Regions from separate parts of the Mus musculus genome. Here all the other regions are linked to region 2. Evidence: chromatin contacts called from public HiChIP or PLAC-seq and promoter capture Hi-C data. All regions are on one chromosome and are shown on one strand. The core of a region is the stretch at or near the end of the contact, and the rest is flanking DNA. Distances in the headings are between cores, read along the strand shown. Region 1 has its middle 84 kb from the start of Gm34177. Region 2 holds the start of Mia3 (melanoma inhibitory activity 3). Region 3 has its middle 69 kb from the start of Gm34177. Region 4 overlaps Dusp10 (dual specificity phosphatase 10). Region 5 holds the start of Susd4 (sushi domain containing 4).

What was found. Promoter capture Hi-C pulls out the DNA fragments that hold promoters and counts their contacts. HiChIP or PLAC-seq counts read pairs in DNA pulled down with a chosen protein or histone mark.
Region 1: a contact with region 2 is called in an H3K4me3 HiChIP or PLAC-seq map of embryonic limb bud, with 5 times the contacts expected there. The contact joins the enhancer-like site here to the promoter of Mia3 in region 2. A contact is called at or near these places in 2 of 39 promoter capture datasets (the 3T3-L1 cell line and the C10 cell line), 4 of 484 Hi-C or Micro-C datasets (the N1E-115 cell line, adipose-derived mesenchymal stem cells, brown adipocytes and 1 more) and 4 of 115 datasets of contacts at active chromatin or transcription factors (bone marrow-derived macrophages, embryonic forebrain, embryonic limb bud and 1 more).
Region 3: a contact with region 2 is called in a FOXA1 HiChIP or PLAC-seq map of pancreatic cancer cells. The contact joins the enhancer-like site here to the promoter of Mia3 in region 2. A contact is called at or near these places in 2 of 39 promoter capture datasets (the 3T3-L1 cell line and the C10 cell line), 1 of 15 datasets of contacts at CTCF or cohesin (large pre-B cells) and 4 of 115 datasets of contacts at active chromatin or transcription factors (astrocytes, large pre-B cells, pancreatic cancer cells and 1 more).
Region 4: a contact with region 2 is called in a FOXA1 HiChIP or PLAC-seq map of pancreatic cancer cells. The contact joins the enhancer-like site here to the promoter of Mia3 in region 2. A contact is called at or near these places in 1 of 484 Hi-C or Micro-C datasets (stem cell-derived neural stem cells), 7 of 115 datasets of contacts at active chromatin or transcription factors (the 230-238 cell line, the NIH/3T3 cell line, the SCID.adh cell line and 3 more) and 2 of 9 other capture datasets (embryonic tail and embryonic trunk).
Region 5: a promoter capture Hi-C map of embryonic stem cells shows a contact between it and region 2, with 11 times the contacts expected there. The contact joins the promoter of Susd4 here to the promoter of Mia3 in region 2. A contact is called at or near these places in 6 of 39 promoter capture datasets (embryonic stem cells, hippocampal neurons, liver and 2 more) and 1 of 115 datasets of contacts at active chromatin or transcription factors (embryonic stem cells).

What each region holds. Positions count from the first base shown.
Region 1 is chr1:184,243,565-184,246,354 of GRCm38.p6, forward strand. No RefSeq gene overlaps it. Among named protein-coding and RNA genes, the nearest start is that of Gm34177, 84 kb to the right of the region's middle. Within about 2 kb of position 1,342, at least 19 of the 459 cell types and tissues checked have an H3K27ac peak or open chromatin away from gene starts, as enhancers often do. A contact at or near this core is called in embryonic limb bud, where this site is marked.
Region 2 is chr1:183,368,229-183,370,951 of GRCm38.p6, forward strand. Mia3 (melanoma inhibitory activity 3) reads right to left here and starts at 1,337. Exons shown (of 26, transcript NM_177389.3): 1 at 1,169-1,337. The coding sequence starts at 1,301.
Region 3 is chr1:184,259,525-184,262,224 of GRCm38.p6, forward strand. No RefSeq gene overlaps it. Among named protein-coding and RNA genes, the nearest start is that of Gm34177, 69 kb to the right of the region's middle. Within about 2 kb of position 1,392, at least 82 of the 459 cell types and tissues checked have an H3K27ac peak or open chromatin away from gene starts, as enhancers often do. A contact at or near this core is called in pancreatic cancer cells, where this site is marked.
Region 4 is chr1:184,050,544-184,053,365 of GRCm38.p6, forward strand. The region is part of intron 2 of Dusp10 (dual specificity phosphatase 10); the gene reads left to right. Among named protein-coding and RNA genes, the nearest start is that of Dusp10, 18 kb to the left of the region's middle. Within about 2 kb of position 1,343, at least 114 of the 459 cell types and tissues checked have an H3K27ac peak or open chromatin away from gene starts, as enhancers often do. A contact at or near this core is called in the NIH/3T3 cell line, pancreatic cancer cells and stem cell-derived neural stem cells, where this site is marked.
Region 5 is chr1:182,762,872-182,765,681 of GRCm38.p6, forward strand. It overlaps Susd4 (sushi domain containing 4), which reads left to right and starts at 1,345. Exons shown (of 9, transcript NM_001356461.1): 1 at 1,345-1,525; 2 at 2,135-2,317. The coding sequence starts at 2,170.

The DNA.
Region 1 (2,790 bases), core at 92-2,591, 880 kb after region 2:
TAGTGGTGTGAATCCATAAACATTGTCTAAATATCAGACAGGGAAGCCCAGAATAAAGGTGCTCGCTCTAGTCTGAAACTAAGGACATGCTCTCGCTCTCTTACTCTCTTGCCTCTCTCTTGCCTCTTGTCCCCTTGCTCCCCATTTCCTTCCCCCTTCTCTCCACGTGATCATGGCCAGCCCCTATTTCTCTGCTCTCTCCTTCTCTCTGCCTTTCTCTGCCTCTGCTACTCTCTTAACTCCCCTCCCCATGCCCTGAATAAACTCTATTCTATATAAAAAGAAAGAGAGAGAGAGAGAGAGAGAGAGAGAGAGAAAGAGAAAGAGAGAAAGAGAGAAAGAGAGAAAGAGAGAAAGAGAGAAAGAGAGAAAGAGAGAAAGAGAGAAAGAGAGAAAGAGAGAAAGAGAGAAAGAGAGAAAGAAGAGGAGAGGAGAGGAGAGGAGAGGAGAGGAGAGGAGAGGAGAGGAGAGGAGAGGAGAGGAGAAGAAAAAAAAGTAAGGCCACTGAAGATGTGTTTGTCACTCTAACAAAATCCAATACACAAACCTTTTCCTACATACTTGCTACAGAAGTGCTTGTGGGAAAGTCTGGCTTTAAAGAAGCCAGAGAAATCCATAACTGAGATAGTGAGGAATGCAGAGGTCACCGCTCATTTTAGACAAATCTGAAATCAAAGTAGCCCCGAGGTGATGCCATGAAAATTAGGGGAATTTTGTTTTTTTATTAATACAAATTGGATTTGTTCTAACTCTTTCAGAAACGGAGGGCAGGGCAGCCCAAGGCATCTTCCTTCTTGTAACTGTATCTGCTCCATTGCAGATTGCCTCTCCCCCAAACAACTGTTAATAGCTTGGTCCCAAGAAAAGCGATACTGTATTTTAGCTTGTGTGGTGGGACTGTTGCCTAGCACTGCAGTAAATTTTACACAGCAGTTGGCTGTGGGATCAAACTAGCCGGGCTAAATGAATTAAGCAATCGTATCATACTGCAGGGTGTATTAAGAAGCATGCCCGAATTAGGGCACTCGATATTCCCGTCTCACGGTCCCACTTCCGCCCCCATAATGCTTTGGCCCAGCAGGCTGTAATTTGATATTGAACAGGGTTCTTATTAAGTAGATACAATGAAATAACAGTGAGTTTTGGTTGCATTAGTAGAGTTAAATGCACTTTATTAGCGCTCATTAAGAGGAATGGGAAAGGTAGAGGTAAGGATTCATTAGCCGAGAGCAGCCCCCGAGAGGCTGAGCGATTAAACAGCTCAAGGGGCCAAGCGCAGGATCCGGGCCACACACAGCAGAGTCTAAAAGTGCGTCCTTTCCCCCGTGACTAAAATGTTTGAGAATAGTTTGGGGAAGAAATGTTAGGTCCAACTGCAGGTCAGCTGAAAGTATGTGCTTCTTTTCCAGAGCTGTTAATTTGACAAAAGGCAGAAGCCCCATAAAGAGAGCGCAAATTATGATTTATGTTTTAGAAGAGAAAGGAAGTTGTATACGTTTGGGAATTTGGGGCCGGGGGGCTGGGGGTAGGGCGGAATCCTGCTACCAGCTATTCAGTTTTAAAGCATATTCCGTGAAAACGGCTTTTACTCTTCTTTGATTTTAGAGGGAGAAACACTTCCAGTAGAAACACTTATACACAAAGCGAATTTCTTTCCTTCTTAAGCGCCTCATTAGTAACGCCTGCCCTGTAAGAATAAACTCTTTCCAGCTGGAGGGATGGCTCGACAATTAAGGGTGCTTACTGCTCTTCTCCAGAGTCTAGTTCCCAGCCCGACACCCTGTGACTCCAGGTCCAAGGGATCCAACACCCTCTTCTGGCTGCTCGGAGCACCTACGAGCACGTGGGTATACTCATTCGCACATATAAACAGCAGCAACAAACATGGTTGTTGTTGGGGTTTTTTAAACTAACAAAAGATGAAAAATTTAGCAAACATGATCTCCCTGATTCAACCATGACCTAAGTCGCTACTTTTTAAAAATGCTGTGACAGGTGGCCTCTTCCAGGTCTCCATGGCAGCTTGGCTTTCTTATTTTAATATTTCTTATTTTAATATTTTGCCGTATTCGGGGATGAGGACTGGACCTGGATCAAATCAGATGCATATACCCAGCCACACCCTGGTACTCTGAAATGAAATATCCCCACCCCAAATGAAGTAAATGCTATTTTAAACCGCCATCCGTCCTTAGTTAAAAGTCACTAAGTATACTTTTGAGCTAAAGGCTTATGTAAATTTTAAACAACTCTGGACAGCTGAATTGGGGAGTCTGATTGTTCCTGTTACATCTGATGTTGTGTTAAGGTCTGATCTACACCTTAAGCAGTGGGCAGTTGCGTAACACTCTGGGCTACAGTCCTAATAACTCCCTTTTTTGCATTTATCTGTGGTCTAAAGGAGTGTGCCCCAAATGTACAGTGTTAAAGGCTTGACTTCAAGGTGTCACTGTTGGGGCAATTCTTTTGGAGCTGGCACCCCAGACTTCCCTACTGATACTGTTGCCTGCTGACTCATGGTCTATGCAGTTTCTCCAACACATGATCCCGCCATGATTATCACCCTTGCCAGAGGCTCAAAGTAAGAGAGCCTTTTAACCTTGAACTGGAACCCCAGAAGGGCAAGCCCGAAATAGAGCTTTTCTCTTTACCCATCAATCATCTCAGGTGCATTGTTACAGACCTGGTGGCTAAGGCTATGCTCTCCAACTTTTTATCTCTTCAGTTCTAGCTTCTCACTTCCCATCATCTGCTGGGGACAACACCAGCTGTTCTGCAAACACAGTGTGT
Region 2 (2,723 bases), core at 87-2,586:
TAGGACCTAGAATCTCAGCGACATAAATTACAGGCGCCCCTTTTTTTTCTTTAATGGTATTGGAGTAAACCATTCAAGTTATGCATTTTGCTTTTTCCTTTTTTTTTTCATAACACCAATTGAAATACAAATGGCTAACCTGCACTCTTCTTAGTCTTTTAGAATGAATACTTTTCTGAATGGACTGCTGTGATTTGTGAAGGACATCGTCAGTGAGTTACAGTTTCTGGAAACCAACCTAAAAACAGTATTATTCTGGGTAGGAGTAAGTCCCAGCAACATAGGGAACTAAGGAAAGGGCTGGACGGGTTCCTGAGACCCTTGGAGTATTTATTATCACCGTTACAGTAGTAGCCCTCTTCTAATCCTAACCTTCCCCATGGCCCACCTCCAACCCTGGCACCTCCAACCTAGGACTAGGGCGCGACTGCGCACAGAGAAGGCGGCTGCGGTTCTCAGGTAGTGACAGGTGCAGTAACTTGGCTGGTTAAAGAACGAAAGATTTTGACCTTCCCGCAGCCCTGCTTGGGAGCTGGCAAAAGGCTTCTATGCAAAAGAGCGACGGGACTGAAGGAGAAAACCGGGGAGACCACAGAATGCACTGCTTGCTTGGCCTCGGGATTCATCCCAAACCTAAACTCCAGTTCCTCTGGTTCCAAAGATGATGTGAGCTGGTCCCAATGCAGCCAAGAGGGCAGCGCCGAGGTGCCTTCTGGAGGAACCCCGCCGTCAATCGGCCGCTAGGATTGCGCCCCAGATCTCTAAGCGCGTGGATCTCGGTCTTGAGTGGACCCAGGTCCCCGCGGCCGGCGTTAAAACGCTCTTGGCTGCAGCATGGGGCGCCCAGGATGCGGGGGCGAGCCACCCCATCACCCTGGGAGCCCAAGGGGAGTGCGGGGATAAGGAAGCAGAGAGCAGCACCCTGGAAACCCGGCTGGGTCTGCGGCGCCCCCCGGCAGGGTCAGAGGAGCAGAGAGCAAATCCGGCAACAAGTGGTAGGCACGGCCTCTATGGCAGGGCTAGCCGGGCGATAGCCGAGTAAAGCGTACCAGCGCGGGCTCCGCGGGCCTGCGACCCCCTAGGCCAGGTGCCGGCTGTGGGACTCCGACCCGCGCAGCCACCGCAGCCACCCGGGAACCGGCCGCCCGCCCCGCCACCCCGGACTCACTGCTGCACTCTTCGTCCCCGCACACTTTGAGGTCCGAGAAACGCCGTCCGTGGCTGAGATCCGACTGGCCCGGGACCCACCAGAGCGCCCCCAGCACGAACAGCCAGAAGAGCAGCCCCGGCGCCGCAGCCATGTTGTGGCCACCGCGGGCCCGGGTGACGCGGAGGCCGCCGGCGGGCGGTGTCGGGGGCGGGGCAGGAGCGGGCGGTGCCGGGGGAGGCGCCCAAGAGGCGGGCTGCTGCGAGTGACACGTCAGCAAGGGCTCAGCAAGGGATGCGCGGTGACTTGGAGGAGGCCTTGGCGTCCCTCCCGAACTGCTACCTTGACGACCGTCAGAGGCACCTTCCCCTCGCCCAATCGCAAGCCTCGACTCGGGCGCCTTCACAGACGACCCTCCGCGTCACCAGGTTCGTCACTCCGCATCTCAGCGCCATCCCAACAGGTTTTTCGTCTTCCTCCTACAGCTTCGGATTTCTGGTCCATGCTAAACAGCCATCTCTCTCCATCACTTCTTCCAACTACCGCTTTTAGTTCTGAACCGCCAAGTCCCACACAGGACTGGACACAGTGTGTAACTGATCCATGCACAACCCCCGACCCTAACACACACACTTCAAACTCCATGGGGTTCTTTGGGACCTCCATGGCTCTCTTTTAGTTCAGTGGAGTAGTGGGTGAGACAGTAAATTAGAAAGTGTCATCCTTTAAGGAGAGGGGTGGTGGACAGTGATCCTCTGCCCACGATCTTCAGATTCCTGTCGCTGTCCATAAAGGACATAAGAACATAAAGTCATTTAGTCTAGCACCAACGTGTTCAGCTTCCATCTCCTTTGACAGAACTGTAGGCCAGACCCACTCCGTGGCACACCCGAATGCCCTCATGTTGCCAATAGCTACTGTCTCAATGTTCTCCTTAAGCTTCCTTATAACTCCGTATTTCCAAGTAACATGCAATGGCTTTACCACAGACTGCCCTGTCTCTCTGTCCCTTTATCCTGTTTCCTGGCTTTCTTCCCCTCTTCTGTTAGGTTCACTCAAATAGAGCAGCCCACTCCTCCCACCCCTCAAATAACTCTATAGGAGCTATTGTTTATGTGGTGCTGGAGTCTGGGCGTGCTCACCGACAGTGCTGAGCTACATCCCCACTCTAACTTGTTTTGTTTCCGCTTGTTCTTCATTGCCTAGGGAGGTACCCGGGTCTTGTGATGTGCTCAACAACAATCTGCTGCATGAACCACAGTCCCGATGTAAACACACACACACACACACACACACACACACACACAGACTCCATGGAGTTCTTTCAGACCTCTAGTGCTCTCCCCACAGCAGCATCCTCAACACCAAATCTGCAGATACGTTTATTGTTAGATGGGGACATATCTGTCAGAGCGACTACATTCTCACCCCACTGTTTCCTGTTGTTCTGGGTGCCACCGGGGTATGAAAGCACACCAAAGTAATTTAAACGTCTTCTTATGTCTACAGAATAGAATTAAATAACATTCCATTGGTAGAAAAAGACGGATAAAATAGCATGAGATATTGATTTAAA
Region 3 (2,700 bases), core at 142-2,641, 890 kb after region 2:
CTCTTCCTGGATGGTCCCAGGTTGTGTCAAGTTGACAGTTAGAACTAACCATCAAAGTTCCTCAGACATTCACTATGGGCCAGCCAAAGTTGATCATAACAATTTCTGTTCACTGTTTCCTGCCTTGTGTCAAGTGGGTTGCATATGTTGTCATTACCTGCAACAAAGCCACAAAGTGTAATCTCTCTTCATTTCGCTCGGGATGAACGGAGCCCACGGGGACAAGGTAGGGTTTGGGTTTTGAGTTCCTCTACTATGCATGTTTTTCCTTTTCTACTTTTTTAACTTCTAAAAGACACACAGCCACCTCTATTTGTAAGAACACCGTTGAGTGACGTCACACACTTAGAAGGTCTCATGTGTCACTATCCTGCACCTTTACAACCTTTGTCTCTCATAAATCCAAACCCCGACACCACTAAACAGGAACCACCCTTTCTGTTCTCCTCCTAGGCCCCCAGGAGGCACGCACAGCGTATTACAAATTTCCCTTGCTCTCAGAAGCTGAATAACGCTTGGCTTTCTTTATCTGCCCATCTATCAGTTTGTACTTGAGTCGAGTCTGTGGTGTTTTTAGCTATGCGAAACACTGATGTAGAAATGTTCCCCTGAGAGCCTGTTTCCGGTCCTTTTTAGAATGGACTCAGATGCTCCACTGTTCGAACCCTAGAGCCTCCTCACTGGCCCTTTGCTTTGCTGCTGTCAAGATCTTTTCTTTGCTGCCCAGGTTTCCTTTCTTGTCCTACTTTAGTTCCCTGCAGGATAAAATTCTGTTTGCCCCATAAGTCTCTCTGGTTGGCTCTTAGTTCAGTCCCTTGCACACAGTAGGCACTCAATAACTAATGACTAACTAGATAAATGCTCACTGTATCCCTGGTGCAAAGTCTTATGGTGGTAGGAGACACACATGACCTCGAGTCTGAAGATGGTGGAGAGTTTAGAAGAAGCTTGCTAAACAAAGGAAGCCCTCCTGTCTTCTAGAATAGGAAGTATACAGGGCTCTATACTTCCTGGGGCTTCTTCCAAGACCCCATGGCACCTGGATCAAGAGTCAAGACTGAGCATGCTGGAGAGTTGTCCAAGCTAGGTCAACTCCAATTTGGCAGAAATAGGCCTACAGCTTTTTCTCTGGGGTTCTTTCTCCCAACATCACACATGGATGCTAATTAGTCAGGCACGCCTTGATGCAGAACACTTGTGACCCAGGGAATTGGAGGGAGAAGCTGAAAGGGCAGCTGTGAAACAGCAGGGGCAAGGGAAGGGGAAGGGGAAGAGACTAGAAGCTGCTCTCCAGAAATAAATGCAAGTGAAATCAGGTCCAGTGAGAAGCAACTGGAGAAACAAGCCTGGTAGTCTCACAGCTGGGTGCCTTTGCTTAAAATACCCAGCCCTCACTTTAGGAAAGTCCCTTCCACACAGGAACATGCTGTGCTGAGAGATCTCAGAGGCTGAACCCCCTAGTGAAATGCTGACTTCAACTTTCGTTTTCACCCTGACAGGCACAGAAGTAACTTCTAAGCAAGGGCCTTGATTGTCATAAATTCACACCAGGTTGTGGTGCTGGCTTCTGTCTCACAGATGGGGAAACTGAGGCCCGGCTTAATGTAGCAATCTGCTTTCCTAGCATTCTCGGTATTTCCATCCAGATCAGGGCTCTGGATTTGGACTGTGTTCCCTGGGAAATGACCAGCGTGGTCTCCATGGTGCTGCAAACACACCCATTGAGTGGCTGCCTGGTGGCTTAGCGTGGCAGATGCGTGCTCTTCTCCCAGATCTGCCCTGGCATCCCTGGTATTTCCTGTAGATACCATCAAGAGGACATGCCATAGGCTTTGGTTTCAAAGACCAATGAAATAGGACGTGACCCATCGCCATGACTCACTTTTAGGGACTTTCTCCTGAGGAGAGCCACACAAATAGCCTGGTGACAGACTCTACTCATGTTGGTAGAGCACACACCCTGCTTCCCAATGGCTGGAAGGCAGCTGCACTAATGAACACACATTCATTAACAGAACGCAGCACTGTAAAGGCCCGTGAGGATTAAAGTGCTCTGGTGCCAGCTGTCATTCACTTACTGCTTCGTGAGGGATGCATCAGAATGCTATCCATGTAAGAGGAATTGCACACAGATCCTATTCCAGTCTGCCTATAGTCTAGCGAATGCCATTATCCGATTGGAAGTAACAGTTTGCTCAAAGTGAAGCAACACAGTTGCAAAGTCACAACAGAAGACACATTCCTACTTGGTCCAGCTGGCATCTACCTGCTCACAGGCCCCAGGGACCAGGCTTCTTTCTCATCCAAATCCCTGCCTTTCAATCACACAGGCCCCATCTACTGTCTGTCTCACCTCCCTGCCCCGTGTCAAGACCTCTTCCCAAGTCATCATCAGACCCACGGGCCTCACACGTCCCTCTCGGCTCCTGCTCACGCATGCTGTGTTAGTGACAGGGTATCATCAGTCTGACCGAGAAGCTGACTCTGAGTGTCCAGGTCTGTGAGAATGCCTGATTTCCCTTCCCTGTGAGGTACAGTCCTACAGATTTCAATAAGATGTATCATGGCCACACCTGGGGTCCAGCATGGTGGCAGCACCTCTTTGGTATTGTCCTTCATGGCCACATCTCTCCTGTACCTGCAGTTCACGACTGTCACTGTTCTCATAGCACGTTACAGCTTGAGACTGGCTCCTTTTAC
Region 4 (2,822 bases), core at 93-2,592, 680 kb after region 2:
AAGATTTTGTCTCCCCAGCCAACCCCTGAGGTGTGTACCTATACCTGGCTTTCACGTGGTTGCCAAGGAGTGCAAACTCACGTCCTCATGCCTCTTCTGCTTGCATTTGACTACTGGGCGGTCTCCCCAGCCCACCTTCCACATCTTCTATAAAACGTTTGGAAAACGTTCTGAGGCCTGAGAACCAGATGCTCCAAAGTTGTCCAAATCATGACCTTGACATTCATCTCCGAGGGACCTCTGCTTTCCTGGTTCTCAGTGAACAGCTTTTCCACACTGTGGAGTGGGATTCCTGGCTGGCTGGGACTGACTGGTGGTGGCTGGTGGCTCTGACATTAACCCTTGAGGTCCATGGACATCATTTTGTGACTCAGCAGGTCCCAGCTCCTTCCTTCCTTCAGCTTTTCTTCCTTACCTTCCCAGAGCTCTTCAGAGCTCTCAAATCTTTCAGATCTGGCCACATGGTGTCTTCCAGGGGTCTTTGCCCATCAAAAGCCATTATCCGTGGTGGCTTTGTTTTGTTAAGGATTGCAGTGTGTGCTGATGTGATGTACAAACTTGGGAACAGAACTCTTGTCAGATAATGGGGTGGAGTGTTCTTTTCTGGAGAAAAGTGGCTATTTCATCTATGGGGAGACAGCTCACTTTCTGGTGCAATGCAGCTTGTAGAACCATCATTTTCTGTTACTGGTTGCTAACTCTGTCCATGTGAACACATGCTTGCACATACAAACACATGCTCCTTTCTGTTAACATGGCCAGATAGTAATGACTTTGGCACTCAGCAGGGACTCCTTGAATGGGGACATCACCTTTACCTGAGCTGTTGTCTCCTGGTAGCTATGCCCTGCCTGATTCTGGTCGCTAGAGCTAGTTGAAGCAGCTCTGAATCATACTTATCAGATTTCAGAAACCCTTCTTGGGTTGCAGTGTGAAAGACTCAGCTGCATGTTGAAACCATAATTTGGTCAAATATGTTATTAGTGTTAATTTTGGCCTGTTTCCCTTTACATTTCAGGGTAGTGACTAGAAAAAATAGTCTTGCCATGTAGTATCCTGCTGACATTTCTATCCAGTGAGGCCAATCTTTGTATAATGATAAGTTATCATTTCTTTCTAAGATGAGAAAATAGAGGCTGAGAGTGGTTCACAGAATCACTTGGAGTCACACCGAAGTCGCCTGAAGTCTAGGCTGACTCCCAGGTCCACAACATTTATGGCTATGGACTTGTAAATTGATTTTTTTTTCTGCCCTCTGTCCCTGAGTTGTGGGAGATGATCTCTCACCCTCTGGAATCTACAGAGAGATAAGAGTGCCTGAGCTGCTCCTGCAGAGCCCCTTGGCTCACACCTGAGTTTATGTTAATGAGATGACTCAGGGGACAAGCTGGTCATCTATCAGAAGGGCCAGCCCTGTGACTGGCCCGGAAGCTTGGAATGTAGCCAGCCTCCGCAGAAGAGGCAAGCTGGACTGAGGATTAAGTTCAGACACGGGGCTGATGATGAATCAAGTCCAGTTGCACCTAGTGAAACATGATCCTGAAGAACACAGAAGCCTGGCCCTCGAAGCTCAGGCAGGCATCCTCCTTGCACACAGGGACATGCCAGCAGGGTAAATAGAGTGTCTTCATTTCACACGACTGAACAGAGAAGTGCACGGTGTGGAATACTAGGGCCTACGTTGTGCAGCTTTCATTTTGCTGGCCCTGGCTTGCATCCTTTATAGTGAAGCCATTAATTAGCACAAACAAAAGTGCTTTCCTGAGTTCAGCGAATCATCCTAGTGGATTCTTGAACCCCGGGTATTATGGGGAAGCAAAGAACTAGTGACAATTTAGTCAGAGGTGTCAGAGGCCTGAGAGACACCACACTTACAACTGGCAGTGAGGCCAACGCTGTTGGGGATTGTGGTGGCTTTCTGTAAGAGTCAATCTTGGAGTCGCTGTCAGAGCTGTGTCAGAGCTGCATTGCAGTATTCTGAGATGAAAGCACCCAGTGTCTGCTTGAAGGCCCTGGTGGTGAGAGAACACCGTAGCACTTGGTAAGATAGCAAGACTTGTTTCCCTAACCCCATTTCCTTGGAGACAAGAGGCAGCCTTCACTCTAGTCTTACAAAATGATGTGGTCTTGGGAAGACTGCTTTAGACTGCAAGGCTTCCAGGTCAGCAGGAAGACCTGTGATATTTCTAGGCCCAAGACCTTCCCACCTTTGGAGGCCCCCTCTATTTCAACTCCTAGGTGTCACCTGAGGGGTGTGGTGGCCCAGCATGCTGGCCTCTTTCTTACAAGAAATTCTTGAATATTGATGTTGAGATTTTGTTCCAGTAAGGAAAGCACTGTGTGGGAAAACCCTAAGTAAGGGATTTGCATTACTTGGTCATTTGCATTGTTAGGATTCATACTTGTGGCGTGTCTCACTTTGTTTCAAAAATATGGTGTCATATCCAACAGCGCCTTTTCTGTGGACACCCCTGTTTGGATATTTTAGCCATGGTCTTGTATGGTTATTTTTGGTCTATTTTGTTTTGCTTTCTCCTTCCTGGCTTAAAATAGACAAGGTCCCCCCACCCCCACCCCCACCTCCAAGGCCATTAGTTTTTAGCTTTGCTCAGACTAGTCCAGTCCAGCAAAGCCTTCTTAGGTCACCAAGCTCCTAGAAAGTTTGACTCCTCAAGGCACGTGATAGGGCCACCCTGGAAAATGGGTTTCTAAGAAAAGAAAACTGTCATTACTTGGTGGGAGGGGTTCTACAAGAAACGGGAATGAAGCAAAGAGTATGAAGAGTTGTGAAATCTCCTGAAATCTGTTTAACCTGGTCTGGC
Region 5 (2,810 bases), core at 95-2,594, 610 kb before region 2:
TGCAAAGCTGACATCTCAATTTTACAAATCGAAAAAAAAAATCAACAACATTGAACTAGATTTATCTACTAAAAGCTAATTTCTCCTGCAAGAATTTGTTAAAATTACTCGCAGTAAAAGCCAACACGGTAAAAGCTGTAATTTCCAAACTACCTTCAGTATGTGAGATTTTGGGAAAGTCGATAGAAGGACGAGATGATTTGGTGGCTGTATCAGAAACATGGTTTTTCATATCCACAAATTGCTACAGAATAATGGGGATCCAGTGGTTCAAAAATACTGCCTGCCGGCCCTACCTCATTAAGGCACACCCCTTAATCACCAAGGCTCACACAAGTACCCTAGGAGCCGGCCCAGACCTCAGAGGGAGGTCTAGCTTGCTGGGGAACAGCAAAGGTTGGGAGAACAGAGCTAGCAGCAGGCTGAACTTAAGACACCAGGAAGGGACCGCTGACCAGGGGAACGTTCTTTCCTGGGGACCCCTGATCCTTTCGGGTTCTTACCCAAAGGAAATAAGCTTCCGGTGATATCCAGCTTTCCCGCATTGGCACCCATCATCTCACTGCCCGGTCACTTGTCTCCCTGAGGGAGAGCCTCTCAAGAGAAAGCTCCGAGAGATGCTTGCGTCTATCTCCAAGGCAGCCAAGAGGGAAAATGCCGACGGTGCAAGGGACGGGAGACAGAGACCCAGCCTCCTCGGGCTGTCCACTGGGCTCTAGGGGAAGCTCACACCCGTGGAGATGTTCGGGGTCACCAAGAACTTGAGGTTTTAGCAGCAAGGGTTGTGCTTACACCGCCCCATTCAAGTTAACCCTGTCATCGGTGATGGTCCTGGGTGGGATCATCCTGTCCACCTCCACCTTCGAGGTCACAGCCTCTGGTGGCACACACGGGGCTAAGGGCTCCAGAGGCCACTGGTGAAGGATCGCGGCGCAGACCTGCGGTGTGTGCGCGTGCGTGTGCCTGGGTATGTGTGCGTGCATACGCGTATGCGCGTGTGTGAATGCGTGTGCGTGTGTGCCGCCGCCTGGCGACTCGTGCCCGACAGGTGCAGGCGCGCCGGCTTCCCATTGGCCACGGCGTCCTCCTCCGCCCACGCCATCCCCTTACCCCTGCTACCGGCGCTGGCTGGGACCCGCCGAGGCGCGTGCAGGCCCGCGCGCCCCTGCCCTTCCCGCGCGCGCCCGGGCCTCGTCCCTTCCTCCCCCTCTCCGCGCCGCCGCCGCGCGCTCCCGAGCTCAGGTAGCGGGCGCGCGCAGCCCGGCAGCCGTGGCCCTCGTCACCCCCGCCCCCGGCCACTCGGGGGAGCCCGGGGAGGGAGCGCGCGGCGGGACGGGCGGGGGCGGTGTAGCCCGGCAGCCGCCGAGGCTTCCGTCTCGCTCGCTCGCTCGCTCCTCTGTCTTGCTCGCTCGCTCGCTTGCTTGCTCGCGCAGAGGCGGCAGCAGAGGTCGCGCACAGATGCGGGTTAGACTGGCGGGGGGAGGAGGCGGAGGAGGGAAGGAAGCTGCATGCATGAGACCCACAGGTAAGAGCCGGAGCCCGGAAGGGGCTTGCCTGCCCCGGGGAGGCGTGCGCAGGCCGGGCTGGGCGAGTTGGCTCCTGGCTCAGCTCCCCTAAGGGAGGAATTTTTAAAATAAAAATAACAGCTCAGATTTCATAAGGGACTGGGGCAATAGGAGCCTCCCAATCCTTGGAAAAGCAGAGAAGTATCCAGGGGCAGCAGGGGGCACATTGTGAGATTCCTCAGAGTGAAATGTACAGGCCCGGGGAAAAGTGTTTTCTCAGCCGCTTGATGCTATAAGGCTTTAGACTTTCCTGTCATGATCAGAGCCGCTGAATCCCGGGGACCAGCACAGAGCCAGTGTGCACTAACCCCTGTCCTCTCTCCCCTCCTCCATCCCTCCCGCACGCGCAGTATCCCATGGTGGCTGCTACTCTCTGGACCCTGCATGGGGGGTGGCAGGGAGGATCTCGCTGTGGGAAAGGGGGCGGGGGCTGCGCAGGGGCGAACAGGGATGGGATGGGATGGAGCCCGCAAAGCCCAGGCACCGGGCCCCCAGGGTGGAGGAGGGAGAGCTTGGCCCCAGAGCCCGGGCAACCCCGGGGTATTGTCGTGTTCCGCTCCTGGTTGCAGACTCTCGCAAGCTGGATGCCCTCTGTGGATGAAAGATGTATCATGGAATGAACCCGAGCAATGGAGATGGATTTCTAGAGCAGCAGCTGCAGCAACAGCAGCCTCAGTCCCCCCAGAGACTCTTGGCCGTGATCCTGTGGTTTCAACTGGCGCTGTGCTTTGGCCCTGCACAGCTCACGGGTGGTGAGTGACCCCGCTGTGGTGGGGGGAGCTTTGAATGGCCCAGCAGGGAGGGGAGACTGTACCGACCGGACAGCACTGCGCCTTCTGCATACGTGCAGACTTTAGGGGTGCCTGAGAAATAGAGTCCCTGTGTCCCAGCCTTCTGCAAAACCCCTGGAGTTCACAGAAAATTGTGTGGAACCGGTGTAGGTTCGCACACCCACCGGCAGCCCAATTGGGCTTTTCTGAAGGAAGGATAAGAAGCCTGGCACATTTTCCCATTTTGGCCCAGAGGAAAAAGAGGATCAAAGGAGTGTGTGGGGGTGGGGGTGGGGGGAAGCAGTGTATTTGTAGCCCTTCGACCCTTGATCTTTGCCCTTCACACACAGGTCAGGTTTGGGCTTCTGGATTTGAACTACTTTAGAATAAACCGTCTTGAAGAATGTGAAGGGTCTGAAAACATGGTCAGACCAGTTGAAGGACAGGTTTATTTGAAAGTTAACTTTCTCTTTCT